Regions from separate parts of the Mus musculus genome. Here regions 2, 3, 4, 5, 6 and 7 are each linked to region 1. The links are chromatin contacts, called in public HiCAR-type, HiChIP or PLAC-seq and promoter capture Hi-C maps. All regions are on one chromosome and are shown on one strand. The core of a region is the stretch at or near the end of the contact, and the rest is flanking DNA. Distances in the headings are between cores, read along the strand shown. Region 1 holds the start of Cyp2d22 (cytochrome P450, family 2, subfamily d, polypeptide 22). Region 2 holds the start of 1700001L05Rik (RIKEN cDNA 1700001L05 gene). Region 3 holds the start of Arfgap3 (ADP-ribosylation factor GTPase activating protein 3). Region 4 holds the start of Cyb5r3 (cytochrome b5 reductase 3). Region 5 holds the start of Poldip3 (polymerase (DNA-directed), delta interacting protein 3). Region 6 holds the start of Rrp7a (ribosomal RNA processing 7 homolog A (S. cerevisiae)). Region 7 holds the start of Serhl (serine hydrolase-like).

What was found. Promoter capture Hi-C pulls out the DNA fragments that hold promoters and counts their contacts. HiCAR-type assays count read pairs that join an accessible place to other places. HiChIP or PLAC-seq counts read pairs in DNA pulled down with a chosen protein or histone mark.
Region 2: a promoter capture Hi-C map of hippocampal neurons shows a contact between it and region 1, with 4 times the contacts expected there. The contact joins the promoter of 1700001L05Rik here to the promoter of Cyp2d22 in region 1. A contact is called at or near these places in 5 of 39 promoter capture datasets (cranial neural crest, hippocampal neurons, maxillary cranial neural crest and 2 more) and 1 of 115 datasets of contacts at active chromatin or transcription factors (astrocytes).
Region 3: a contact with region 1 is called in a HiCAR-type map of astrocytes, with 4 times the contacts expected there. The contact joins the promoter of Arfgap3 here to the promoter of Cyp2d22 in region 1. A contact is called at or near these places in 2 of 39 promoter capture datasets (embryonic stem cells and stem cell-derived epiblast-like cells) and 1 of 115 datasets of contacts at active chromatin or transcription factors (astrocytes).
Region 4: an H3K4me3 HiChIP or PLAC-seq map of embryonic basal ganglia shows a contact between it and region 1, with 5 times the contacts expected there. The contact joins the promoter of Cyb5r3 here to the promoter of Cyp2d22 in region 1. A contact is called at or near these places in 3 of 39 promoter capture datasets (the C10 cell line, maxillary cranial neural crest and pre-B cells), 3 of 115 datasets of contacts at active chromatin or transcription factors (embryonic basal ganglia, embryonic forebrain and forebrain) and 1 of 9 other capture datasets (liver).
Region 5: a promoter capture Hi-C map of pre-B cells shows a contact between it and region 1, with 2.6 times the contacts expected there. The contact joins the promoter of Poldip3 here to the promoter of Cyp2d22 in region 1. A contact is called at or near these places in 5 of 39 promoter capture datasets (3T3-L1-derived adipocytes, the C10 cell line, cranial neural crest and 2 more), 3 of 115 datasets of contacts at active chromatin or transcription factors (embryonic hindbrain, large pre-B cells and memory CD8 T cells) and 1 of 9 other capture datasets (adipose tissue).
Region 6: an H3K4me3 HiChIP or PLAC-seq map of craniofacial prominence shows a contact between it and region 1, with 6 times the contacts expected there. The contact joins the promoter of Rrp7a here to the promoter of Cyp2d22 in region 1. A contact is called at or near these places in 4 of 39 promoter capture datasets (the C10 cell line, cranial neural crest, pre-B cells and 1 more), 4 of 115 datasets of contacts at active chromatin or transcription factors (craniofacial prominence, embryonic basal ganglia, embryonic hindbrain and 1 more) and 1 of 9 other capture datasets (liver).
Region 7: a promoter capture Hi-C map of embryonic stem cells shows a contact between it and region 1, with 8 times the contacts expected there. The contact joins the promoter of Serhl here to the promoter of Cyp2d22 in region 1. A contact is called at or near these places in 14 of 39 promoter capture datasets (the 3T3-L1 cell line, 3T3-L1-derived adipocytes, HPC-7-derived erythroid cells and 7 more), 5 of 115 datasets of contacts at active chromatin or transcription factors (bone marrow-derived macrophages, craniofacial prominence, embryonic basal ganglia and 2 more) and 1 of 9 other capture datasets (liver).

Annotation. Positions count from the first base shown.
Region 1 is chr15:82,378,431-82,381,843 of GRCm38.p6, forward strand. It overlaps Cyp2d22 (cytochrome P450, family 2, subfamily d, polypeptide 22), which reads right to left and starts at 1,830. Exons shown (of 10, transcript NM_019823.4): 1 at 1,648-1,830.
Region 2 is chr15:83,365,668-83,369,080 of GRCm38.p6, forward strand. It overlaps 1700001L05Rik (RIKEN cDNA 1700001L05 gene), which reads right to left and starts at 1,630. Exons shown (of 4, transcript NR_027980.1): 1 at 1,323-1,630.
Region 3 is chr15:83,348,530-83,351,942 of GRCm38.p6, forward strand. It overlaps Arfgap3 (ADP-ribosylation factor GTPase activating protein 3), which reads right to left and starts at 1,718. Exons shown (of 16, transcript NM_001357756.1): 1 at 1,552-1,718. The coding sequence starts at 1,620.
Region 4 is chr15:83,170,330-83,173,742 of GRCm38.p6, forward strand. It overlaps Cyb5r3 (cytochrome b5 reductase 3), which reads right to left and starts at 1,854. Exons shown (of 9, transcript NM_029787.3): 1 at 1,783-1,854. The coding sequence starts at 1,803.
Region 5 is chr15:83,147,786-83,151,198 of GRCm38.p6, forward strand. It overlaps Poldip3 (polymerase (DNA-directed), delta interacting protein 3), which reads right to left and starts at 1,593. Exons shown (of 9, transcript NM_178627.4): 1 at 1,410-1,593. The coding sequence starts at 1,468. Rnu12 (RNA U12, small nuclear) reads left to right here and starts at 1,860; the gene lies at 1,860-2,009.
Region 6 is chr15:83,121,228-83,124,640 of GRCm38.p6, forward strand. It overlaps Rrp7a (ribosomal RNA processing 7 homolog A (S. cerevisiae)), which reads right to left and starts at 1,574. Exons shown (of 7, transcript NM_029101.4): 1 at 1,435-1,574; 2 at 605-747. The coding sequence starts at 1,507.
Region 7 is chr15:83,098,685-83,102,097 of GRCm38.p6, forward strand. Serhl (serine hydrolase-like) reads left to right here and starts at 1,521. Exons shown (of 12, transcript NM_023475.3): 1 at 1,521-1,663; 2 at 2,960-3,109; 3 at 3,188-3,301. The coding sequence starts at 1,660.

The DNA.
Region 1 (3,413 bases), core at 580-3,079:
AAATCTCTTAGGACATGCCTCTTCTCTCCCTGCCAGACAGCTGGATAGGATGAGGGGTCGGTGGTTTGTAGCTGAGTAAAAATGTACTTGGACCCAACTGTCTCAAAGTCGTAACCTCTGATTCATCATCAGCGTGAACTTGCGAACTGTGCCCTAGAGCTTAGAAATCACACACGGAACTGGCAGTCTGAAACCGGGCAAGCTATAGCAGTATAAAAGCCTAACACAGAGCACAGAAGCTGGTGACCCACTTTAGTCACTGTCAACACTTGGAAAACATTCCATTCACTTTCTCTTGAAACATTGTGTTCCATTAAGAATTACTCCAAAACCTTTAGTTCAGCTGCTCTGCTGTTCTCCTTGGGAGCCCCAAGGCAACTCTTTCTAGCTCCTTCAGACAGTCCCTGCAGGAAAAACCTCCGACCCTTCACACCCTCAGAGCTGGGGGGTGGGTGGGCAGTAACACTTTCAAAACTTCAGGGCTAAATACACACGGTAGTTTACTTGTAAGCAGCAGGATTGCATCAAGTTCAAGGCCAGCCTGAGCTACGGTATGGAATCTGGTTTAAACCCACGAAACCAACAGCTGGGAAGGAAAGCAAATCTCTAGAATAGTCTGTTAGTTAACATAGGCAAGAACTGTAGGACACTTGGTGCGAGGAATGCTTGGCTGTTTACAGAGAGAATACTCCAGTGTCTGCTGCTGCCCTGACACCCACAAGAACTGGGTGGGCTGCTGGGTAGGGACAGCCATGATAGAGTACAAGGTATTAACTGTACATTCTAGTTGGTGATAGAAAAAAAAAGGGAATTTCTACACTGAACATACAAGGAATTTCACTCCCTTTTTTTCTATCCTTCCTTCCTTCCTTCCTTCCTTCCTTCCTTCCTTCCTTCCTTCCTGTTTTGAGACAGAGTCTCACTATGTAGCTTTGGCTGTTTTGGAACTCACTATGTAGACATGTAGACCAGACTGTCATAGAAACTCACAGAGATCCTCCTGCTCCTGCTTCCCATGTGCTGGGATTTTGTGCCCAGCTCAGTGTAGATTTTTTTTCCTAATTAAATGGGGGTGGATCCTCTAAGCCAATCACTGACAACAACATCCCAGTTCCAGGGGGTGCAGCAGAGTTTGTGAGGTCCAGGGTCCACTCACCGTCCCCACCCTCTTTTCCCCACCTTCGCTGAGCCCCAAAGGGCAAAAAGAGAGGTCTTCGGAGAGAGGTCTGGTTTGCTTAGGTACCGCCTGTCCCTGATAAGGCTAGAATGCACGCCAAAGGGCAGGTTATGCAAAGGTCCAGGGTCAGGCTCCACTCTGCTTACTATAGGACAGAGATTCTCAGCCCTGCGGCCTGGCTACAGGCGGGTTCCCAGGCTCTGTGTCTTAGGGGATGAGCCCTTCAAAACCTGCCCTCTATCAGACTCTAGGAGGTTCTAGCATCTTAGCCTCAGCTTGGGACAATGGAAAACAGTTTACTCGGAGGCCCTTGGAGGTTCCCCTCTGCCCACTCCAGCCCCGCCCAGGGGGAGGGACTGCTACGCTCCAGTGCCAAGGTAGCCCCAGCGCAGGGGTTGGGGTGGGGGCCCGCCTCGCACCCCTTGTACAGCGAATGGGCAGACCCGCAACCCTGCAACCCTTGCCTTTACCGGTGCGTTCTGAAACTCAGCCGAGGAGAGGCAAGAGGTGTCTGGAGCCTCGCAGGAACAGGAGGAGTAGGAGCTCGAGGAAAAAGGGCAACTCAGGAGGATTCACTCTGAGGTGGAGGGGGAGTTGTGAGGAGCAGCAACTCTGAAGAGGAGGGCACGTTCTGACGGGGAGGAGGAAGAGGAGGAGGCGGGAGAGGAATGGGGTTGGGGGGGGGGGGAGAAGAGGAGGCGGGGGAGGAGGGGAAGGAGGCGGAGCAACTCTGAGGAGGATGATACATTCTGGGGAGGAGGCTTCCACTCTGAGCATGAGGGGGACACTCTGAGGAGGCGGATCCACTCCCGGGAGGTGAGACCGATTTGAGGAGGAGGAGGAGGAGGAGGAGGAGGAGGAGGAGGAGGAGGAGGAGGAGGAGGAGGAGGAGGAGGAGGAGGGGGGGCCTTCCTGGGAGGAGGCACTGCAACGAGGAGGCGGGGCTCTGAGTAGGAGGCTTCAGCCCTGACAGGTCCAAGGTCAAAACCTTGCTATCTCCCCCAGCACCCAGAGAGCCCCCTGGGACTTAGCTTGTGCTCCCAGAGGGATTAGGGACCACAGTGAGCGACAGATGGTTCTTGTGGACACTGAAGACAGAGGGAACTGCAGTGAGAATGTAAAAAGCAGTCATTCATTCACCCTTTACACACACGGGGATCATGCTGAGATTAAGAGTTAATTTTTCATCAGTGACCACAGAGACCGGAAGACCACACACAGGATAACACACGCACATCCTGAAGAACATCATCCACATGTTCTTTGTTAAGAATAAAGAAATGTCCTTCGGGAATTAAGTAGTAAGCAGGTCATTTCCAGATAAATGTAGAAGGTCATTGGTGTCAGTGGACTTAGCATACAGGGCGCAGTAGAGGGAGTTCTCCATGCTGAAACGAAGTGATGCTAGCCAGTTAACTCACAGCCATAGAAGAAATGAGCACAGGGCGCAGTAACAACGCGGTAAAAGTGCTAGCGTGCTTCGGGTTGTAAGGCCTTTCTTTTTGTCTGTATGCCTGAAAACCGATGCATAGAACACCAGTTACAAGTCTGTCTTCATGAGTACAAAACATATAAACATGCTATCTGTGGCAAAGATAGTATAGCGGGGAAGGGTGAGAGACTAGACGAGATGTCCTGTGTCTGTATACTACAGAAGGTAACTTGTTATTCAAATAAGGTTTTTGTAAGTTTAAGGTGTTGTTTTATGCCTGGCAGCTCACTGGTCAGCTATCCTGGGATATGTAATGTGGCAGTAACAGCAAGGGAGACCCTGCCTTAACAAGGAGGGAGATGAGAACGGAATCCCAGATGTTGTCCTTTGACCTCTCTAGATGGCATCTCCCCCAACTCCATGTACACACCCTAACAATAAGTTTTAAAAGATGCTGATTTAATCCCCAAAGTAAATAATGGGAATCAAATAAAATAAAAAAAAATAAAACAAATAAAAAAAAATAATAAAACAGAGATGAAAGGAGGGTCAAAGAGGAACACTAAGATACCACTTACACAAGAAGGGCAAGGGGAGGGGAGGGGAAGAGGAAAGGAATGCAGAAATAAAAAGGAAACAGAAGAGGCGATGTATAGCTGTGACATGAACACTTGGATCAACAGTGACTTGGGGGGGGGGAAGGATTGGTTTCAGCTTACACTTCTAGGTCACAGTCCATCATAGGACAGTCATGGCAGAAGCTGAAGCAGGCACCACAGGGGATTGTAGCGTATTTTTGTAAAT
Region 2 (3,413 bases), core at 380-2,879, 990 kb after region 1:
CCCTACAATTGGAGTTATACACGGTTGTGAGCTGCCATGTTGGTGCTTGGAGCAACCAGTGCTCTTAACTTCTGAGTCATCCCTCCAGCCCAATTTTATAGAACTTCAAATATCTGTAATAATATTGGGGCTGGGAGATGGTTTAGCTGTTAATCACACTGGCTGTTCTCAGTAGTGGTTCTCAGTAGTGGCAATCATCAAACTCCAGTTCCAAGGAATGTGATGCCCTCTTCTGGCCTCCATGAGCACCAGGCACACAGATATACATGCAGGCAAACCACCTAACACACCTAAAATAAAAAATTTTTAAATTGTAATATAAGCCCTCTGTGGTCAGGTACTTGCTTAGCATGTTTGAGGCTGTGGCTTTGCACTGATGAGGGCTTACTCATGGGGCCTAGGGAGAGTTATCAATATAATTACTGTATTAGCAACACTCTATTGTATATGTAATGTGCAGTGAAGAGAACTTAGGTCTGTAAGCTATATCCTACTCTACTTGCCTCTAAACCTTCAGTAAGAAACCTAACACATAAATGAATGCTGACCAGGATGGTACCCAGCGGGTACACTGTCCCTTACAATGCACTGGGCAGTGGCTGTAGCTCACAGGACAGACCCTTGGGTATGATTCTTCTCTGCACTGACCATTTGCCCAATCATCCTCCACCTTTTGTGCAATCTCTTTTACCAAGGTAGTCTATGTGACCAGTAAAATGTGGAAAAAAGACAACATACAATTTTCAAGATTAGGTTATAAAAGGCACTATGGTAAACTGGGTGGTGGTGGCACACAGAGCCAGGCAGAGCGCTTTGAGTTCCAAGACCAGCCTGGTCTATACAGTGAGATCCGGGACAGTTAGGGTTACACAGACAAAATGTCTCAAATAAATAAATAAATAAATAAATAAATAAATAAATAAGGGGAAGCTCCATGGAAACAGCATGGTGGCACACACCAAAAATCCCAGCACTTGAGAGGCTGAGGCCGGAAGATTGGTAGTTTAAGGCCAGCGGGTCACTTCTAAATAATCATGATTCGAGGACCCTCGGAGAGTCCTGTGGAGAAAAGTGACAAGGGTGCGGCACTAGCTCAACAGCTAGAGGGGGACGCGACCAGGCGTGCCAGTTAAGTGAGGTGCTGTTAACTTTTCCTGGGGAGACGCCACCAAACCCCAAAAAACCCCTGGGGGACACGAACCACAGCCCAAAGCGCGATTTCACAGAAGTCTCTACAACTCGGCGAGACAGAAGTCTCTACAACTCGGCGAGACCCGTGAGGGTACTGGACGTGTACGGAGCACCAGTGACGGGTTACTCACGGGCGAGGGCGAGCAGTGCTCCAAGTCACTCAGAACCCGCGTGGGCGAATACGACCGTTGACCAACCGGGCGCCTTCTCCTCCTCCTCCCACGTCCATTGCCGGGTTCCGGGCTCGCCAGGCGGCCTCTATGTGGTTGCTAAGCACGAAGCGCAGGCGGTAGAAGATGGCCAGTATGTCCTGATTGCCAAGGTTCCCCATGGCCACCTGACGATCCAGAGGCATGGCGCCCGGACCGAGCAGGACCTCCTGAGATTAACTGTTACCGCCGCCGCCTCAGAGACCAACTGCCGTGGGCGCGCGCTCACAGCGCGTGGAAGTAAGCTCCGCCCCCAACGCCCCGCCCCCCAGCCCCGCCCACACCCAGCGCCCCAGCCACTCTTCTTCTGCCTCTCGCGCAGGCCGCTCTGGCCCTGCCCCCTCAAGCCCCGCCTCCTGCTCGTCGCCCACGTGCCGCTCGTTCTGTTCCCGCCCTTACTGCCCTCACTGCCCTCACGTGCGCAGACGCCAAGTGCTCAGGTGCGCCTGCGCCTCTACAGAAAGCGAAGGGGTGGCCAAAGCAGGACTTTACCCTCACGCTGTACTGTCACTGGTCCTGTTTTATTCTCCGCTAAAGCCAAACCCTGAATCTGTGGTAGAAAATTATTATTATTATTGTTATTATTTTTTGTAGAAAATTTTGGTTTTGGTTACTGGAGAGACCGCTCAGTAATTAAGAGCGCTGAGTGTTCTTCAAGAGGACCCAAAGTTGGATTGTCAACATTGACAACCTCAGTTGGAGGGGGACTTCACACCCTCTTCTGGCCTCCACACACAGGCAATAGGCACTATAGGCTCGTGGTACAGATATACATAAATACAGGCAAAGCACAGTAACAGGAAATAAAAATCATATATACATATACATAAACATACACACACACATATATATATATGGAGAGAGAGAGAGAGAGAGAGATGGGGGTCGTATGTAATCCAATTTAGCATCGAACTCATGTAGTTGAGGATGAAGCTGACTTTTTGATCCTTCTGCCTCCATAAACCGAGTGTTGGAAGGACAGACATGCATCACCACCGTGTTTCTGCTCGGATGGAAGGGTATCCTGGGACTTGGAAGCCCAGGAATCACAGCTACTCCTGAGCAAGGGGGAGGGGGCTTCTCTGGAATGTGGCTGATATGTCCAATGAGATATTAACTATGAATATCTGTGTATATGCTTGTGGTCATCTGAGAGTCCTGGAGCTGGTGACCCTCTGGAAGAGCCTTAGACTATCTTAAGTAATGAGCCATCTTTCCAGCACCCCACGAGCTTAGCTAGCACCTGGGCTCCACCCCAAGCTTACAGGACACCAGTAACTGGAAGGCTGAAACTCCAAGCAGGTGCCTCTTTTAGAAGGGTGTGGGGTAGCTGGAAGGCTGAAACTCCAAGCAGGTGCCTCTTTTAGAAGGGTGTGGGGTAGCTGGAGAACCTGGCCTCAGGTAGGGTGCAGCTGTAGAAGAAGAGGTTTGAGAGTCAAGTTCAGCTGGCTGCTTGCCAGCTCCCTGGCTTTCAGCATTTTCTTCTCCAGGGGTGCCCTTTGCGCCTCTGCACTGTTTTGTTAACTCTTTTCTTTTTTCTTTTCTTTTCTCTTCTCTTTTATTTTTTCTTTTCTATTCTTTTCTTCTTTCTTTCTTTCTTTCTTTCTTTCTTTCTTTCTTTCTTTCTTTCTTTCTTTCTTTCTTTCTTTCCTTCTTTCTTTCTTTTTCCAAGACAGGGTTTCTCTGTGTAGCCCTGGCTGTCCTGGAACTCACTTTGTAGACCAGGCTGGCCTCGAACTCAGAAATCTGCCTGCCTCTGCCTCCCGAGTGCTGGGATGAAAGGTGTGCGCCACCACGCCTAGCTTTTTTTTTTTTTTTTTTTAAGATTTATTTATTATATGTAAGTACACTGTAGCTGTCTTCAGACACTCCAGAAGAGGGCACCAGATCTCATTGTGGATGGTTGTGAACCACCATGTGGTTGCTGGGATTTCAGCTCAGGATCTTCAGAAGAGCAGTCAGTGCTCTTAACTGTTGAGCCATCTCTCCAGTCCCCTTGTTAACTTTTCTAGA
Region 3 (3,413 bases), core at 468-2,967, 970 kb after region 1:
AGTGGCAGCATACGCACTTTCCCAGCCTGCCAGCTGGAGATCCAACCTTGTGTGGTAAGAAGCAAGTCCTTGCTACACACAGATCAATCTAAATCTGAAAAAAATAAACAAAAAACAAGAAACCAGCAAGTGACAGACACTGGACAATGCAGTGGCTGGAAGCCAGCTCTTCTTCCTTATACCCACCTGACATTATCACCCCCATTTAACCATTTCCTTCATCATAAGGCTATAAAAACCTAGGGCTCCCTTCCACCATCAAGACATTAAAAAAAAAAAAAGCCTGAATTTTGTGACATGTTGGAACTTTCTATGCCAGCCATGCAGGACTCTGTAATCACGGCTGTGCCCATTAACAGATGGTTCCTCAGAGGTGAAGGTGGCAACCAGATGGAACTTGGAGAGGGGTGGGGAGAGTCCACAGTGACACGACAGCCCTTTGCACTCCTCGGGTTCCACCCTACTCCGTCATCCTAAGGAAGTAGACACCTTAACCCTGTGTATCAAAACAACACTGCCAGCCACATGCTAAAAGTTATGAGGCCCAGTGGTTGGGGGTGGGGTCTGTGTGTGTGTGTGTGTGGGGGGGGTCACATAAGGGGAAGAAAAAAATTGTAGGGACAGACCTCAACCTACAGAGGGATGAACGTGAGTTTTAGTGAGCTTCCTCAGGAACCCAGAGAGCTGGCAACCAGGGAAGAGAACCTTAGCTCTACTGGACTGGGAAACAGGCTGCCACCGAAGGACAATGGTGACAAAAATCCAACAGGTCCCCAGCCCTGAAGAACACTCAAGACAAGGTCCATGGTGGGGGGAGAAGCCCTTCTTTCCCAGAACTTAGCACCACTTAGAGTTCTGACCCCTGGGTCTAGGTGGCTGGGATTTTTACCTTTGTTCACAGAGGCCAGAAGGAGTGAACTCTGCCTCACCAGCCTTCTCAGAGCCCAGCTACACACTTCCAACATCTGTTTCCTCCACCCTACCATGTCTGTGCTTCTGGGTCAAGGTGCTCTGTTCTCCAGACCCCTAGACACCCCTAGATGCTATGAACTAGCCTTCTCTCTAAGCCCCCAGGTAGTCTGGCGTCTGGGTAACCTGGACACTCCTAGAGGTCCATACCCCAGTCCTCTCTCTGCCATGAAATGCACTGGTCTCCTGTTCCAGATGTCCATGCCCCAGTCTTCTGTCTATCCCCAGGTGTTCTGGCCTCTGGTGGCGGACACCCCAACTGTCCATGTCCCAGCCCCCCCTGTGACCCCAGACGCTCTGCCCTAGGATGCTAGACATCCCAGATGTCCATGCCCCAGTCCTGTGACCCCAGGCTCTCTGCCTTTTAGTCCTGGACATCCTCCGGATGCCCATGTCCCTGTGCCCCAGGCGCTAAGCCCCTGGTGGGCGCCCCCTTTTCCTCCCCTTGCTGACGAAGGTTGGGGAGCGGCGGCTGCCAGGCCCACAGTGCGACGTGTCACAGGCCGGGCGGCTCCTCCCACGGCCGCGGCCACACCGGGGTCCGGCGGGCCGCGGGGTCCCAAGCCCGCCTGCGGCCGTTACCTTGTTAGTGGGCACCGAGCGCAGGCGCTTGAAGATGGCCAGGATGTCCTGCTTGCTGGGGTCCCCCATAGTCACTGAGAACTGAGGTGAAGCAGTCCCCGACAACCGGGAAGAGACAAGGAGTAGCGGTTGCCGCCTCCCGGAGACCGAGGGGCGGGGCTGCGCGTGACGACAAGCCCCGCCCCTGCCGCGCCCAGGCTCCGCCCACAAGCGGGCGCACGCGCCGTTCTCCTTCACTCGGTGAGGTCCCTCGGCGCCACTGGTTTCTCCGGGTTCCAATTTCGAAGTCGGGCGCGGCAGGCGCATGCGCGGACGCTCGGACAACTCCCACCCCTCCGCAAACCTTCCCCAGATCTCAGCGTTAGTTAGGGTCCTGCAGTGTGGGATAGGAACCCCAGGCTTTGCGCAGGGAGCATCGGGCTTACCCACCGGACTCACCAGCATACCGTTGCCGGCCCGTGGCCAGTCTCACACCTATCCCTCAGGATGGGAGAGCCAGCAGGTCTCATCCTCATGGATCCTGCATAGTAGTAGTGTGTGTTTGTACTCTTTCTCAGCTAAAGTCAAGCCCTGAGTGATAACCTACAGGAAACTGCTGTCCCATTTTTCTCTCTCCCATCTGGGAAACCCAGGCTGGCCTAGAGCACACTGTGTAGTCCAAGGCTGGACTTGAACTGGAGATATTCCTGTTTTAGCGTCTTGCTGCTCAGATTACAGGTCTGCACCAAGCCATACTGGCTTGATAATCTTGTAATTATAAAGTCTGTTCTGTTCACGGAGAGAGAGTGCTTGCCTGTAGGCAACAAGTTCTATCAGGGTCAGAACTGAGAAGTCTAGAAAGACCAGAAACAAGTCTGTGTTTAGTGCTTGGGGCTCCAGTTAAACCTTGGATAATATTAGTAGCTGGAAGGTTTGAGCTTGGGAGCAGGTGCCTCTTTTACAGCGGTCAGGGTGGAGCAGCTGGCAAACATGACCTTAGGTAGAGCATAATAGAAGAAAAACAGGTTTTGGTATCAAGTGCTAAGCCCCAGCTTCTGTCCCAGTTCAACTGGTTGCTTCCCAGCAGGGCTGCTGTAGGCACTTCCTAGCATTCACCTGTATGAAGGAGTTGGAGATGAAATATGTTGACCAGAGCAGCACTGCAGCTTCAGGGATGTTCTGAAAACGGTCTTGGTGTCAAGTTGGGACCTCATATAGGCTGTACAAGGACAGGAACTGGCACAAGACACACAAAGTTCTCAGCAGAGTGACAAAAGGGCAGGGAATAAGAGACAAAGACAGGAGATAGAGCAAGAGGAAGAAGTGAAAAGGAGGGAGAGGGGGACGGGTTATTTGCTCCAGAGGGACAAAGGACTGCTTCTGGATAGAGAAGAGACAGCCTTGGCGTATTGGCAAATGGCAGTTCATAAAGGTAAAAGAAGAAACCCCTTTAGGATAAGTTTATTTTATGGGGCATGCTAATTAGGTGAACCAAGGTAGGGGGTGGATTTTGATAGCTGGACCTTAGTATGTTAGCCTCAGGAAGTGGACAAATAGCGTAACAAACCTTGGTGGCTAGCTTTAGGAATGTAATCTAACGGTTCTTAGCAAGGAGAAAAAAAGAGGAAAGGCAAGGCCCGCCAGTGCCATGTTTGCCATCTCAGGCCTGGTAGATGCCTCAGGCTGTGTATTCATCAACCCAGAGCTGGGCCTTTTCCAAGGTTAGGAAATGTGCAGTCTTTAGGAACAGCATGTTGCTGCTGCAGACAACCCTCACCATTTGAATGATCTTCCTATCTTCGTTCAAAAAAAAATATATATATATATATGGATAGTTCATAGGAGTTAGGAAAACAGCTATACTGGTATAGTGATGTAACCTT
Region 4 (3,413 bases), core at 604-3,103, 790 kb after region 1:
AATCTAAGCCACCAACCAGGCCCAGAGATACCAGAAGCTATTGGAAAGGCCTTATATGTACTCCACAAAGGGAACGGGTCTGTCAAGGGCTTTCTGGAACTCACAAACAGGCAGAGAGGCAGTCCAGAGCGGCGGGCCAAGCCTGCAATGTTCTCCTGGTAGACAGCAGACTCCAGTGCCATCCTCTGGGTTGGGGCCCCCAATATATGCAGGAGGCCTCCCACAGGGCCTGCATAGCCCAGATAAGACATCTGGTACACCCAATACCCAGCAGCCACACAGGCCTCCAGGCCTAATGTATACCGTGGGCACTGAGGTGTCAGCCCCTTAAGTCAAAGACAATACCAAGCAACCCTTGGACAGATGAGGCCATGGTGGGGCCTTCTGATAATTAAACAGAGCTCTACTGCCTGGAAGGAACTACTGTTGACTTAACATGAATTGATGGAAAAGCCAGGTGCTGGGGTACCACCAACATGGTCCAAAAGGTAAGGAGAACCTGGGAATCAGGGGGAAGATAAGGGATCATGGGCAGTCTCTGGGAAAACTGGTCAGAATGTCATTATGGGGTGTTGTCACTCTGGGGTTTGTTTTGTTTTTTTTTGCCTTGGGCCAGAATGCTCCTTAGATGGTCCATACTGGACTGGTCACTCTCGCAAGAGCAAATGCCATGGCAAGAAGGCTGTCTTCACTAGGAGCCCTGAATCTTGCAGAGAGGAGAGAGGGCACCCTCCAAGACAGGCGCTGGCCTATTCTTGTCATACCCAAAGAGCTGGACACCTCAAGGGTATGTTTGTGTAACTGAGACTGGTCACAGTTCACATGGATGCTCTTAAGAAATCAGGGAGGAGCTGGACGGTGGTGGCCCACACCTTTAATCTGGCACTGGAGAGGCAGAGGCAAGTGGATCTCTGTGAGTTTGAGGGCAGCCTGGTCTACAGTGCATTCCAGGGCTACATTGAGAAACCCTGTCTCAAAAAAGAAAAAAAAAAAGAAAAAAAAGGAAATGAGGAGAGTGAGCTCTAGGATTGTGGAAGGGGCCTTGGTCGATCCAGTAACAGTGAGAGAGCAGATTTATAGACGTTAGACGGTCCCAGCATCCTCAGTGCCCTGGGCTGATGGCCAAGTCTAAGTGACACTTCTTTAGTGACAGTGCAGCTCTGTGAGTAACAAGAATGGCCAGGGCTTTTCTAGGTGACAGCTGGAAAGATCCTGGCCAACTACTGCCTTGTTTATGGCAAGAAGATGCACCCAACCCCTGTAGGGACACCCTACACATTTCTCCCATACACACACGCACCCCAAAGTACTCTTCCTGCCAGCTCACTCGTGTCCACTATTCAGGCCTGCATGTCTTCACACCCACACTCTCATTTCTCACACACGCCGCTGTCGGTTCCTCCACGCACACACCAGTGCACCTACGGTTCACACTTCACGTTCCCATTTACAAAAACCCTCGCACCTTTCACATCCCCCACGGGCGCAGGCACTTCAACTTTCTCACACTCACAAGTCACGCCCACTCAGGCGGGCGCGCACGTCACTCATTCCCTATTCTCATTCGCGCACACCCAACAGGGTCCTCAATGTCCACCCCGCGCTCGGGGCTCCCCCTTGGCCTGAGGCCGGGCCAGAGTGGCGCGGCCACTAGCCAGGGCGTGAGTCACGGTCTGCAAGGGGCCGGGTGGGGCGCGGGGCTCGTGAACCGGTGCTGGGCGCCCCGGATCGTACGGTATCCCCACGGTGCAAGCCTGGGGACCCCAGACCCATGCCGCCTACCGTGCTCAGCTGGGCCCCCATGGTGGCGAAGAAGAGACGGTGGCCTCACGCACGGTTCTACACCCGCTACTCAGCCGGCCGCTCCCCCAACAACCCGCCTCGGTCTCAACACCTCGGAGGCGGGGACGCCCTGCGGAGCCAGTCAGGAGCGCGGAGGTGGGCGGATAGGGGGCGGAGACTCCCAGTGTCCCCGCCCACTTCCGCTTGTGAAGACGGGAGTGCGCGCTGAGTGGCTGACGGCGCTGCACGGAAGAGGCTCGGCGAGAGACTGGCTACTGTGGCGCCTCTGTGTGGCTTCGGGAGGTAGCTTGTGGCTTCTGGGCCTGTTTTGTCCTGGTGAAGAGAACAAGATGTCGCCCCCGTGATGGGCTCTCAAATCCTGAGCCTTCGGTCCTGGGAGCCTGCCGGAGCTGATTGTGCTGGCCAGGGCTCTACCCGCTCACGGGGCGTGTTGCCAACACCGCTGGCTACAGAGTTCAGGCTACAGCCCTGCCCTGCCCCATTTTCAAGCCTGCGAACCAGTCGTTCCTTCCTGAACAAATCTCCAAACGTACTGAGGCCAGTTCCGGATTAAAGTTCAGGTGTCACCTCTTTAGCTAGGCCAGCTCTGGCCCTGTGCTCCCTCCAAGGGACGCCACTAGTGCAGAACGGTCTTTGTAGCGCTTCAGTTATCCTGCCTGTTTATTCACGATGCTCTGCGCCCACGTACCCATTCCACTAGATGGTGGGGCTTCCCCAAGCCAGGAGTCTGCAGTCAGTTCTCTGTGTACCCGGACCTCAGAACAGAGCCTATCACATACTCTATAAACACTCGTATGTCCCTGGCATTCCGGAGTTTTCTTCAACCTGGTCCTGGCCAGATAGGGAATGGAAGACTGCTCTGAGAGCGGCAGAGTGAGGAAGAGACTTGCTGCCTAAAAATTGAGAACTATTAACCAAACTCTTCAATACCGGAACACTTGATGACCCAAGCGTTCAATACCGGAAGAGGCAGGTGGATCTGTGAGTGTTCCAGGCTACACGGTGAGACTGCTAGTTACTTTTCTGTTGCTGTGGTAAAACACCATGACCGAAGGCAACTTTAGGGAAGATGGAGTTTATTGTGTCTCACAGTTCCAGGAGGATAAGAGCCCATTATAGCTGGAAGGCATGGCCGGCCACAAGCAGCAGGAAAACCTGGCTCGGGGAGAAGGATGCTGAGAGATAACACTGTACCTTAAGTGGGAACCTGAGAGAGAGCTGGAAGTGGGGCCAGGCTATAGGCTCTCAAAGCCACCCCAGGCACATTTCTTCATCCAGCAAGACCACACACCTCCGTACCTCCCCACAAACCATCACAAATTGGGGACTAAACGTTCAAATACACGTGCCTATGAGGGCCATTTCTTATTCAAACCACCACAGAGACCCTGTCTCAAATAAATAAATAAGGAGCAATGGTCAGCACATCTGTGATTCCAGAATTTGGATAGTGGAGGCAAGGGTTCAAGGTTATCTGACCCTGGCTACAGATTGACTTGAGGTCAGCCTATGCTACATGAGTCTCCGTCTCAAAGAAACAAACAAGTGAAAAAAAAAAAAAATCAGGAGCTAGGCTGTGGAAGGGCACCTACTACCCTGGGATATGAGGC
Region 5 (3,413 bases), core at 343-2,842, 770 kb after region 1:
TCAATCTCTCTTACGACCCAGAAGACATGTGACAATAAGAGCTGGTGAGCTGGGTGGCACTGAGATTGGAGGGAGCTTGTCTCCTTTCAGTGTAGGAGGCAACAGTGTTTACTAGACACAGGCGTAGGGAAGGATTGGCATAGCTGAGCAGATCAGTGTCTGGGAAAACAGTTCCTTAAAAAAATAAAAAGGTTTATTTATTTTATGTATGTGAGTACACTGTTACTGTCTTCAAACATAGCAGAAGAGAGTACATCAGATCTCATTACAGATGGTTGTGAGCCACCATGCTGCTGGGAATTGAACTCAGGACCTCTGGAAGAGCAGTTGGTGTCTTAACTGCTGAGCCATCTCTCCAGCCCCAGGAAAACAGTTCCTGACACCTACAGCAGTGTATCTATATGCCTGCTGACCACGGGCCGACTTAACCACTTTTTCACCTGCACATTTATAAAAGCTAGAAATGGCTATCGATGTTTAAGAGTATGTTGAGTCTGACTGTCTCACTTAAGACATCAGGGCATACATCCATGAATGCCAATGCCACCCTCTTGGAACTGTTTTGTCTGTCTTTGCCTGAGGCCAACTCAGTTGGGGCACTCGGTGGCCTTGGGAAAGTCTTTCTCTCTGGCTCCAGCTTTCCCGTTTGTGAAATGCGGAATAAAATAGTTAAGCAACAGCGGAGCGCCTGGAGCACCAGCTACTCAAGAGACTGAGGCAGGAGGATGGATTTGAGATCAGGAGTTCCTGGATAACATGGAGGACGCCGGCTCTCAAAACGGAAACAAACTGGCCTGTCATCTCAGCCCTTGAGAAACGGGAGGAGGAGGGAGACTCTTGGCGTTTTAAGGCCAGCCTCGGAGACGCAGCGAGTTCGAGGCTCGCTCCGGCTATGTGAAAGCCGGCCTCAAGAGAAAACAAAACGATCAGACAACCATTACAGATATCACAGTGAAAGGAACAAGGCGTCTCGCCTATGAAAGAGCTCTTTGCTTAAAACGGGTCGGGCTAAGCACCGTGGCATAGGAGAACCAGCAGAACTGGCCATAAACAGCTCTGGGCTGGCGGCTCCTCCGCTCAACTTCCGCCCTCTTAACTCCCAGGACCTAAAGGCCGAGCGGAGACGGCGCCACCGTGGTCCCCCCGGACCCGATCCTCCGGGGAGCAAGGCCCTGGCCCGCCCAGCCCTCGGCTCGCCTGCGATCGGGCCTCCCGGGCCTCCCGGGCCCAGCAGCCAGTGGACCGACCAGCAGCTGGGCCCGCGCGGCCGGGCCAATAAGGAGCGCGGCGGACGCAGGGGGCGGGCGCAAGCGGCGTCGCCCCCCGGAGCCGCTCCCTCCTCCGCCCCCGAACCCCAAGAAGCAGCGAGGCCCCTACGAGCCTCGAGGAAAAGGGAAAGGGCCGCTCACCGTCCCTTGGCCGCCGTCCCGCGCTTCCGGATGAGCTCGTCCAGCGAGAGATCGGCCATCTTGCGGCGCGCAGCTAGCGGAGAACGGAGGAGAAGCCGACTGCGGCGAGCCCGCCCCGCGGCCGGAGTCAAGAGCGGCTTCCGGCAACCCGGACGGCCAACTCTCGCGACAGCTCAAACGAAAAGCTCGAGACGGAAGGGGTGGAGCCTCTCTCCCCGTGAGCCTTTGCGGTGCTCGCTTCTAATTTGCATGGAGGAGTCCGGAGCCTTATGGGCTCTCTCTCCCCCCTCCTCCTTTTGCTAATGAGGAATTAGAATTATATCGATCATAAACCATTAAAAAGCATTATCAAGAGGACAAGTCTTTTAGTCATACAGCCGATCGGACACTCACCATACTTGTAATGAGAATATAATTTCTTACCCCTGAGGAACGTAGACACGTTCCTCATGCCTTAAACTTATGAGTAAGGAAAATAACGATTCGGGGTGACGCCCGAGTCCTCACTGCTTATGTGAGAAGAATTTTTGAGCGGGTATAGGTTGCAATCTGAGGCGACCCGCCTACTTTGCGGGATGCCTGGGTGACGCGATCTGCCCGACCCCCTAATTCTACAAGAATAGAAAGCTTAGCAGCTCCTCTGAATGGTTGCTCTCAGGTGCTAGTGGTTGCAAGTCGTATGTTGATGCCTGCCTTTGCCCTACCTGGTGTGTGAGCGTGAGCGCGCCCCACCTCTCCAGCCTCTCTCTTACTGTTTTTCAGACAAGATGGGACTGTTGTTCTCCTACTGCTATGTACCTCAATTTCAATTGATCATGCCTGGACATAACTGCCCATGTTGTAAGGTCGTCTACGTTGTAAGGTCGTGCTCAGTTTCTGATGCCTAGACTAGTCACCTTTCCGTTTGCCTCCTGACTGTGTAAATGAGGCAAATGAAGGTGGTCTCTTAACTGACATGTTAGTGTTTGACCTATGGGATAGTTTCTCATTGTTGAGACAGAATTTCTAGAAGCTGGTCCGCTGAGCGGCTAAGAGCACTTGCTGATATTGCAAAGGATCTACCTGGGTTTGGTTCTCAGCACTCACATGGAAGTTCACATGTAACTCCAGTGCCAGGAGATTCAATGCCTTCTTGACCTCCCAGGCTATTGCATACATATACATACATACATACATACATACATACATACATACATATATGTGTATACAGGCAAAACACTCATAAACATAAAAATAGATAATTTTTTCAAAAATAAAAACATGATGCTCTTGGGTCAGTTTCTCATGTTCCCTTGAAAATGTACATGTTGGGGCTGGTGAGATGGCTCAGTGGGTAAGAGCACCCGACTGCTCTTCCGCAGGTCCAGAGTTCAAATCCCAGCAACCACATGGTGGCTCACAACCATCCGCAACAAGATCTGACTCCCTCTTCTGGAGTGTCTGAAGACAGCTACAGTGTACTTACATATATTAATAAAATAAATCTAAAAAAAAAAAAAAAACTATCTGCCATATGGAACATTTAAAAAAAATGTACATGTTATGAAAGGAAGGCCTTCCTAAGAGACAAGAATCAGTTTCCCACAAGAATATTCACGAGCTTGGCTCAGGAATCCCAGGCTACTAGTTTGAAATGCCCTATGACTGAGGCTTTGGCAAAGTGGGGACTTTGATCAACCTGGACTGCCCCCATTCTCAGGACATAGACTCTACAACTGGAACCCCATCCCTGCTGCCAGGGCCTGAACTACAGGTCCACTACCGGGTCAGCCATTAAAAAACAAAACAAAACAGAGCATCAGGGTTCAATGGAAGGCTTGGCAGGATCCAGGAAAACCCTAAGGTTCAGCATCCGATACTGGAGAAGCATCCTGGTCCTGGTGGTAGAACTGCGAGTGGGTCTAGACTTGATCTCTTTAAGTAGAGAACACCAGCATACAACACACTCGTACCTCTACGTGCACACGAGGAAGAGAATCCCAGGGTGGGTAAAGGTTTAACCTC
Region 6 (3,413 bases), core at 324-2,823, 740 kb after region 1:
AAACTTGCCTCTGCTTCTGAGTGCTGGGATTAAAGCCGTGTGGTGGCACAGGCATGCAATCCCAGAATTCCAGAGGTAAAGGCAGAGGATCATGAGTGCAAGGCCAGCCTCACCTACACAGTGAGTAGGAAGCCAGCTCATGCTGCAAGAGACCCCGTCTGAAACAGAACTACAAATGTCATGCTTTCTGTAAAAAATTAATAAGTATGTCTAGAAAGAACTGCAGTGATTACTGTTAGACTTGTCTTTTAAAAATGAAAAACTAACAGACAAACAAATAAAATAATGGTTGGAAGGATAATTTCCAAACCAGGTGTGACCACTCATAACTGTAATGAGTTGAGACGGGGAGGGTGGGGAAGTACAGCAAGTTCGAGGCCAGCCTGAGCCTCAGGAAGTTCTGAACAGCCCAGGGAGAGGGGGACCCTGCCTAGACGGCGGCAGGGAGAAAAAAAAAAAAACAAAACATATTTTTATTCTGAAACTCCCAGTCTTTCAACATCCTCCACTGAGGGTTTTGTAGGAATTTCCATCTGACCACCAGGATTCTGTAGGGCCCGTGGCAAGCCCCCATTCACAACCCACTGGTCTACCAGACTCTTACCTGTGTGCAGTACGGGGGCACATTAAGGATAAAAAGGGTTCGATCGGGAGGCCATGTGGACTGGGTGCCTTGGCGAACTCGGTGCTGTCTCATGTAGAGGTAATGAGGAGCCTGCTGCTTTGCCGAGAACTTGACTGGAACAGCTAACAGGGGAAACGAGCGCAGGAGAGTTTGGGGTACCCTGAAAGGAGGTCTGTGTCTATGCCACCCAAGTTCCAATTCACTATGTCTCTTTCTAGCTCCATCGGCCCGCCTGTTCATCCACCCATCCACGGGAAGCTGGAGGGAAATGTATTCGGATAATCACCGCAGGAGGCTGAGGGGGCGGGCACAGTGTTGCGTTCTCGGAGCATCCGCTGTCTGACATCATCAGCCCCCCCCCCCCCCCCCCATAGCATGGGCTGCTCTGCTTGGCACACCAACTCTCTTCCCTCCACCCATTCTTCGTTTAGGGCTAACTCCCCCCCCCCCACCCCTCCTGCCGACTTAGCCCCACCTTCCCAGTTAAGTCTACACCAGTGGGATGCGAATCTCGGGGCTGGGAGGGCGACAGCTGCGGAAGCGCTTGTTAAAGAACGAGACACGAGCAGAACAGCGGATAACTAGCTTCTGAGGACGACGAAGCTGCAACGCTGGGCCTAGGACGCCTGGCGCCGCCTGGAGGAACCGCGCCCGAGCCCAAGGCCTTTCGGAGGAACAGCCGCGGAATCAGCACCCAGAGTCGGGGCGGCGGGGTCCTGCACCCCGATACCTGACGAGTTGCCAGGGCCTCTGCCACCTGCAAGCCACCTTCCCGCAAAATGGTGGGTCCCTGGCCCTCAGCTGCTCACCTGAATACCCCGGTGGGCTCGGTATGCTCTCCTCGTGGCCGCCAGCCTTCCGTTTCTTCCTGCGAGACACCATCTTGGCCAACTGGGAGCGCAGAGACGGCTGGGAGTTCCGTGTTCCGGCGCCGCTGCGTTTCCACGACGACGGCGTCACGCGGGGCCCCGCCCTCTCAGCCCTAGGCCCGCCTCCCGGGATCTTGCCCGGCCCTAAGATTTAGCCTTCCCTGTCCTATTGGGAAGTAGAGGGAGGCTGGAGCAATAAATGGAAAGAGCACTGGCTGCTCTTCCAGAGGATAGGGGTTCGTTTCCGATCACTCAAAAATTATCTGGAACCCAGTTCCAGGACACGTGGTGCACAGGCACACTCAACACATAATTTTTGTTTGTTTTTCGAGACAGGGTTTCTCTGTGTAGTTCTGACTGTCCTCACTCTAGACCAGGCTGGCCTCGAACTCAGAAATCCGCCTGCCTCTACCTCCCAAGTGCTGGGATTAAAGGCGTGTGCCACCACTGCCCGACTATAATTTTTTTTTTTCTTTGAGACAGGGTTTCTTTGTATAGCCATGGCTGTCCTGGAACTTTCTCTGTAGACCAGGCTGGCCTCGAACTCAGAAATCTGCCTGCCTCTGCCTCCCGAGTGCTGGGATTAAAGGCGTGTGCCACCACTGCCTGGCTTATTTGAGATTTTTTTTTTAAAGATTTATTTATTATTTTACATAAGTACACTGTAGCTGTCTTCAGACATACCAGAAGAGGGTGACAGATCTCATTACGGATGGTTGTGAGCCACCATGTGGTTGCTGGGATTTGAACTCAGGACCTCTGGAAGAGCAGTCAGTGCTCTTACCCGCTGAGCCATCTCACCAGCCCCCGACTATAAATTTTTAAAAAATAAATAGCATTCCGTATAAATCGTGGTGCAACTGGGATTTTGTGCAGTGAGATGCCATGAACAGTCAGTCTCTTTAGTTGAGAGAGCAAGGGGCTGAGAGGCCTGGGGTTGAAACTGTAAACAAAGAGTACTTGCTGGCAAGCCTGACATCTTGAATTACATCCATGGAAGATGAGAATTGTTTTCAGCAAGTTATCCTTTGACCTCCACACCCACTCCATGGCTTATGCCTCATGGCATGAGCTCTCTCCCTCAAGAAAATACTGTGTGTGTGCTGAGACAGGATTTCACCATGTAGCCTGGGCTGACCTGAGGCTAGCTATGTAGACTAGGCTGGGTTCAGTTTCACATGAGATCTGTCTGCCTCTGTCTCCTCCAGTGCTGGGATTAAAGGTGGACACTGCCACACATCACCCATGCTTGGCAGATTTTTTAAATTTTTACAAACTGAAGTGAGCCCAAATAAACTTTATCCATCTGGGCATGGCTTTAATCCTGGCTGAAGCAGGAGGATACTTGTGTGTTCATTAGGGTTACCGTTGCTGTGATGACACACGACTAAGAAGTAATGTGGGGAGGAAGGCTTTATTTCCAGTTTCATGAAACAGTTCATTAGAAGCAGCGAGAGCAGTAACTCCAGCAGGTCAGGAACCCTGAGGCAGGGGCTGATGAAACGTACTGACTTGCTTCTCGTAGTTTGCTCCATTGGATTTCTTAGAGACCCCAGGACCACCAGCCCAGGGAGGGCCCCACCCACAATGAGCAGGGCCTTCCCCCAACTAATCACTTATTAAGAAGATGCTGGCTCCCTACAGCTGGAACTCAGAGACATTTTTTCAGTTGCGGTTCCCTCCTTTCAGGTGACTTGCTAGTGTCAAGTTGACATATAAGTAGGTGTGAGGCCTGGTTTGCAGGAACAAGGGAGCTGTTGTCTCACTCTGGAGAACTTAAACTCCCAGGAATACTTTACAGTGTACAGGTGATCTGTGGCATCAGGAAAGTAGCTACTTGCTGACAGGGATAGAATAGTACTTGGAAAGGGACAGCCTGAGAAACCTTCCGCTGCAGCCCAGCCATGTGCTCAGAGGCT
Region 7 (3,413 bases), core at 271-2,770, 720 kb after region 1:
CATGGACCAGCAGGACAGACAGGAGCCGGCTGAGGTCATGGCTGCTGGAGGGGCTGGTTGAAGCAAGGGAATTTTGAGGTCAAAGGAATGCGAGATGCCAAGTGCAAGTATTGGTAACAATGTGTCACTGGGAAAGATTGGGAAAGGTCCCAGGCTTCCTGGTAGGTGTCTTGTTCCCAGTGGCTCTGAGTGACTGTACTCCGACAGAACTCAGTGAAGACCCTTATCTATCGAGAATCAAAGTGTGTTCTCCACCGATAGATGCCACTGATTGGACCCAACAGAAGTGTTCTCAAAGGGCTGGGGATGTAGCTCAGTTGGTAGAATGTTTGCCTGGCATGCATGCATCCACGTGTTTGACCCCCAGCAGTGCATAAACCAGGCGTGCAACCCCAGTGTTCTGGAGAGGGAGGGAGGCGGCTCAATTCAAGGTCACCCTCAGCTATGGAGTGAGTTCGAACCCTGTCTCCAAAAACCAAAGAATAGAACAGAAAAGCGTGGTGTGTTCCCAGCTCCTAACCTCTGAGTGAAACCACTCAGAAAAGTCCTGTCACAACCAGGCGGCCCCATTTTCCAGCCCCTCATCTACGTTGGCCTATTTTTCAGCCTCAAATTTCTCTCCACAGTGGCTCTGCCCAGCCTCCCCTCCCTCCCCTTACTACAGCCTGTGATGCTCAGGGTTTGCCCTGTCACCCCTTTGGGGAACTCACCACACTGATTCCGCTCAGTGCCCAGGTCTGTGGTTCGCCAGCTACAACAATGATAGGGAATATCTCCCGCTGTTCCAGAGAGCCCACCTGGTAAATTTAAAAGCTCAAGATTTCTGCTTTTAATTTAAAAGGTAGTGCTTGTATGTGTCCATTTTAGGAATGTTTGTGATTGGATTGCTAGGGTTAGCTTTAGGATGAGTTTTGGTCATTGGAGAGTCCTGCAGTGTATTCCAGGCTGGCCTCCAAAAACCCACAGGCCTTTCCCAGCCTCCTGAATGCACCCCGTGCCCACAGTCTGACTCTGAGTTCTTCTCGGGACTGAAACTGTTTTCAGTCCTTCCTTGCCTGGGGATGGTTTCTGCCAGAGCCCTCGCTTTATACATTCATTTATTCATTCAGGCCGTGCAATCAATTATCAAAGCTGGATAGCGCCAGGCACTGCTGAGGGACCGCAGCCACCGTGGGGACACGGTGGGGAGGCATGAAACACTGTGAAACAGTCGTCTCATTTCTGTGGGAATCAGAGAGGATCCTCGAGGGAGCTTTCCTCACTGTGGGGCCACCGGGGCCTTGTCTAGCTCGTGGTAATCATGCGGGGATGCCCAGGTATTGAGCCTGTCAAAGCTTGTCCTCCAGAGACTTACTTCTCTGCTAGCTCTGACACCATCCCACCGTAGCAGCACAGCAATGTGCCAGGAGTTGAGCAGCCCTGAGATCCTCCTGAAAGTCCCGGGCCGGCCGCAGGAAGGCGGGGCCTCGGTGGGCGGTGTCGCTTGAAGGGGCGGGGCTGGCGCTAAAACTGGGGCTAAGGAGACGGAAGCCGGTGGGGACGGGAAGGACCTGGAGGGAAAGTCCTGAGCGGGACGCAAGAGGCGGGGCGTGAGCTTCTGAGTCCTTCCAGTTCCTGTGACCTCCTCAGCGAGGAGTGACAGCCTCACCGACCAGAGCAATGGGTGAAAATGTCCCTCAGGGCCCCTTAGATTGGAGTGGGAAGGGGGAGGCCGACGAGTGCTCCCACTCGCTTACTTGAGCTGGTGGAGTGGACGCTCATCGCCCTCTCCCAGGCTCAGTGGGCAGCACTGGGATCTAGCAGAGCCAGACTCGGGGCTCCTGATGGCCGCTGAGTCCTAGGCTGCTATTTGGGGTTGCTCTTTGGGTCCAACAGCAGCAGAAGGTCAGCTCTGGAGCACATCTGACTTGAAGAGGCCCAGATGGAGCCCTGGAGTCAAGCTGACTCTCTCCCCCTCTCCTTCCTCCCCTTCTCCCTTTCCTGTGCCTCAGTTTCGTGATCTGTGCACTGAGAACAGCAGTGGCCCAACTCTCCAACTCACGGTGTATAGATAGATAGATAGATAGATAGATAGAGTATAAAGTGTCTGGCATCGGCTCCGAAGGTATAGGAAAAGCTGGCCACGGTGATCTCCCAGTTTCGATTTCCAAGGGTTCAGTTTCCTAAGGTCCAAAATGTGAGGGCACAGACCAGTTTTGAGCAGCATGGTACTCTGAGTAGTGTCTTAAAACCCTCAGCCATTTTACTGTATGTAGCTTTAGCTGGCTTGGAACTCCCTAGACCAGCCTATCCTTAAGTGGCCGAAATCCTCCTGCCTCTACCTCCTCAGGACTAGGCTAGGCTTATAGGTGTGATTAATACACTTGGTTCTCATAATAATATTTTAGAGTCAGTGCTGCACAAATTGTAGTATATTTGTTTTATTTTGTTGATTTGAAGTTTTATGAGACAATGTTTTATCGTCTATCCATGTCTACCTTTTAAGGGCTGGGATAACAGGCATGTATAATTATTGTTATAGGTAGCATTCAGTGTATGGGGTCTGTTACTGCTTGAAGTTTCAGGTATCTACAGGGGCTCTTGGAATGGGTCCCATATAGTTATGAGGCATTATTCTCTATTTGCTCCTGTTTAACAGAAAGGGAAACTGAAGATGGAGAGGTTTTAGGCAAGCCAAGGTCATACAGCCCACAAGTGTCAGGGTTCAAGCCGGCAGCCCCCAACCTACTCCTTCCAGTTCTGCCCTAAAAACCAATGAGCTATATCCTGAAAAACCTATTCAGATCTTTCTCATCCAGGGGACCCAAGCTGTCTTTCCCTGTTATCTGGCAATCAGTCTGTCTAAAGCTTAGACATAGGCCAGTAGCTCAGGCGCCTGTGCCTCTTGGTGCACTCATAGGGGCTTAGGAAGTGCCGGATTCCTGGATGCAGGGGTTGACAGACCAGATCTGCCTTGCAGGTTTGCACTCAGAGTTGAAGTTGGCTGTGCCCTGGGGCCACATTGCTCTCAAAGTCTGGGGCTCCCAGAAGAACCCTCCAGTTCTCTGCTTACACGGCTGGCTGGACAACGCCAACTCCTTTGACAGGCTCATTCCTCTTCTTCCCCAAGGTAGGGCCGTGGGCTGAAGGGCCGTGGAGGGGTGACGGCAGCCATGCCGAGCCCCTCTCTTCCTCTTCCCTGCTGCAGACTTCTGTTACATGGCTATGGATTTCGGAGGCCACGGGCTCTCGTCCCATTACAACCCAGGCCTCCCGTACTACCAGCAAAATTTTGTGAGTGAGGTCCGAAGGGTGGCAACAGGTGAGCCAGAGCCCCCATAGTATCTCTCATCCTAGGAGTAGGATGCAGTATCTGGGAGGCAGGACTGGCCTGGGAACGGATACCTGGGGTTTCTGCTTCCGGTTTCCTGGCC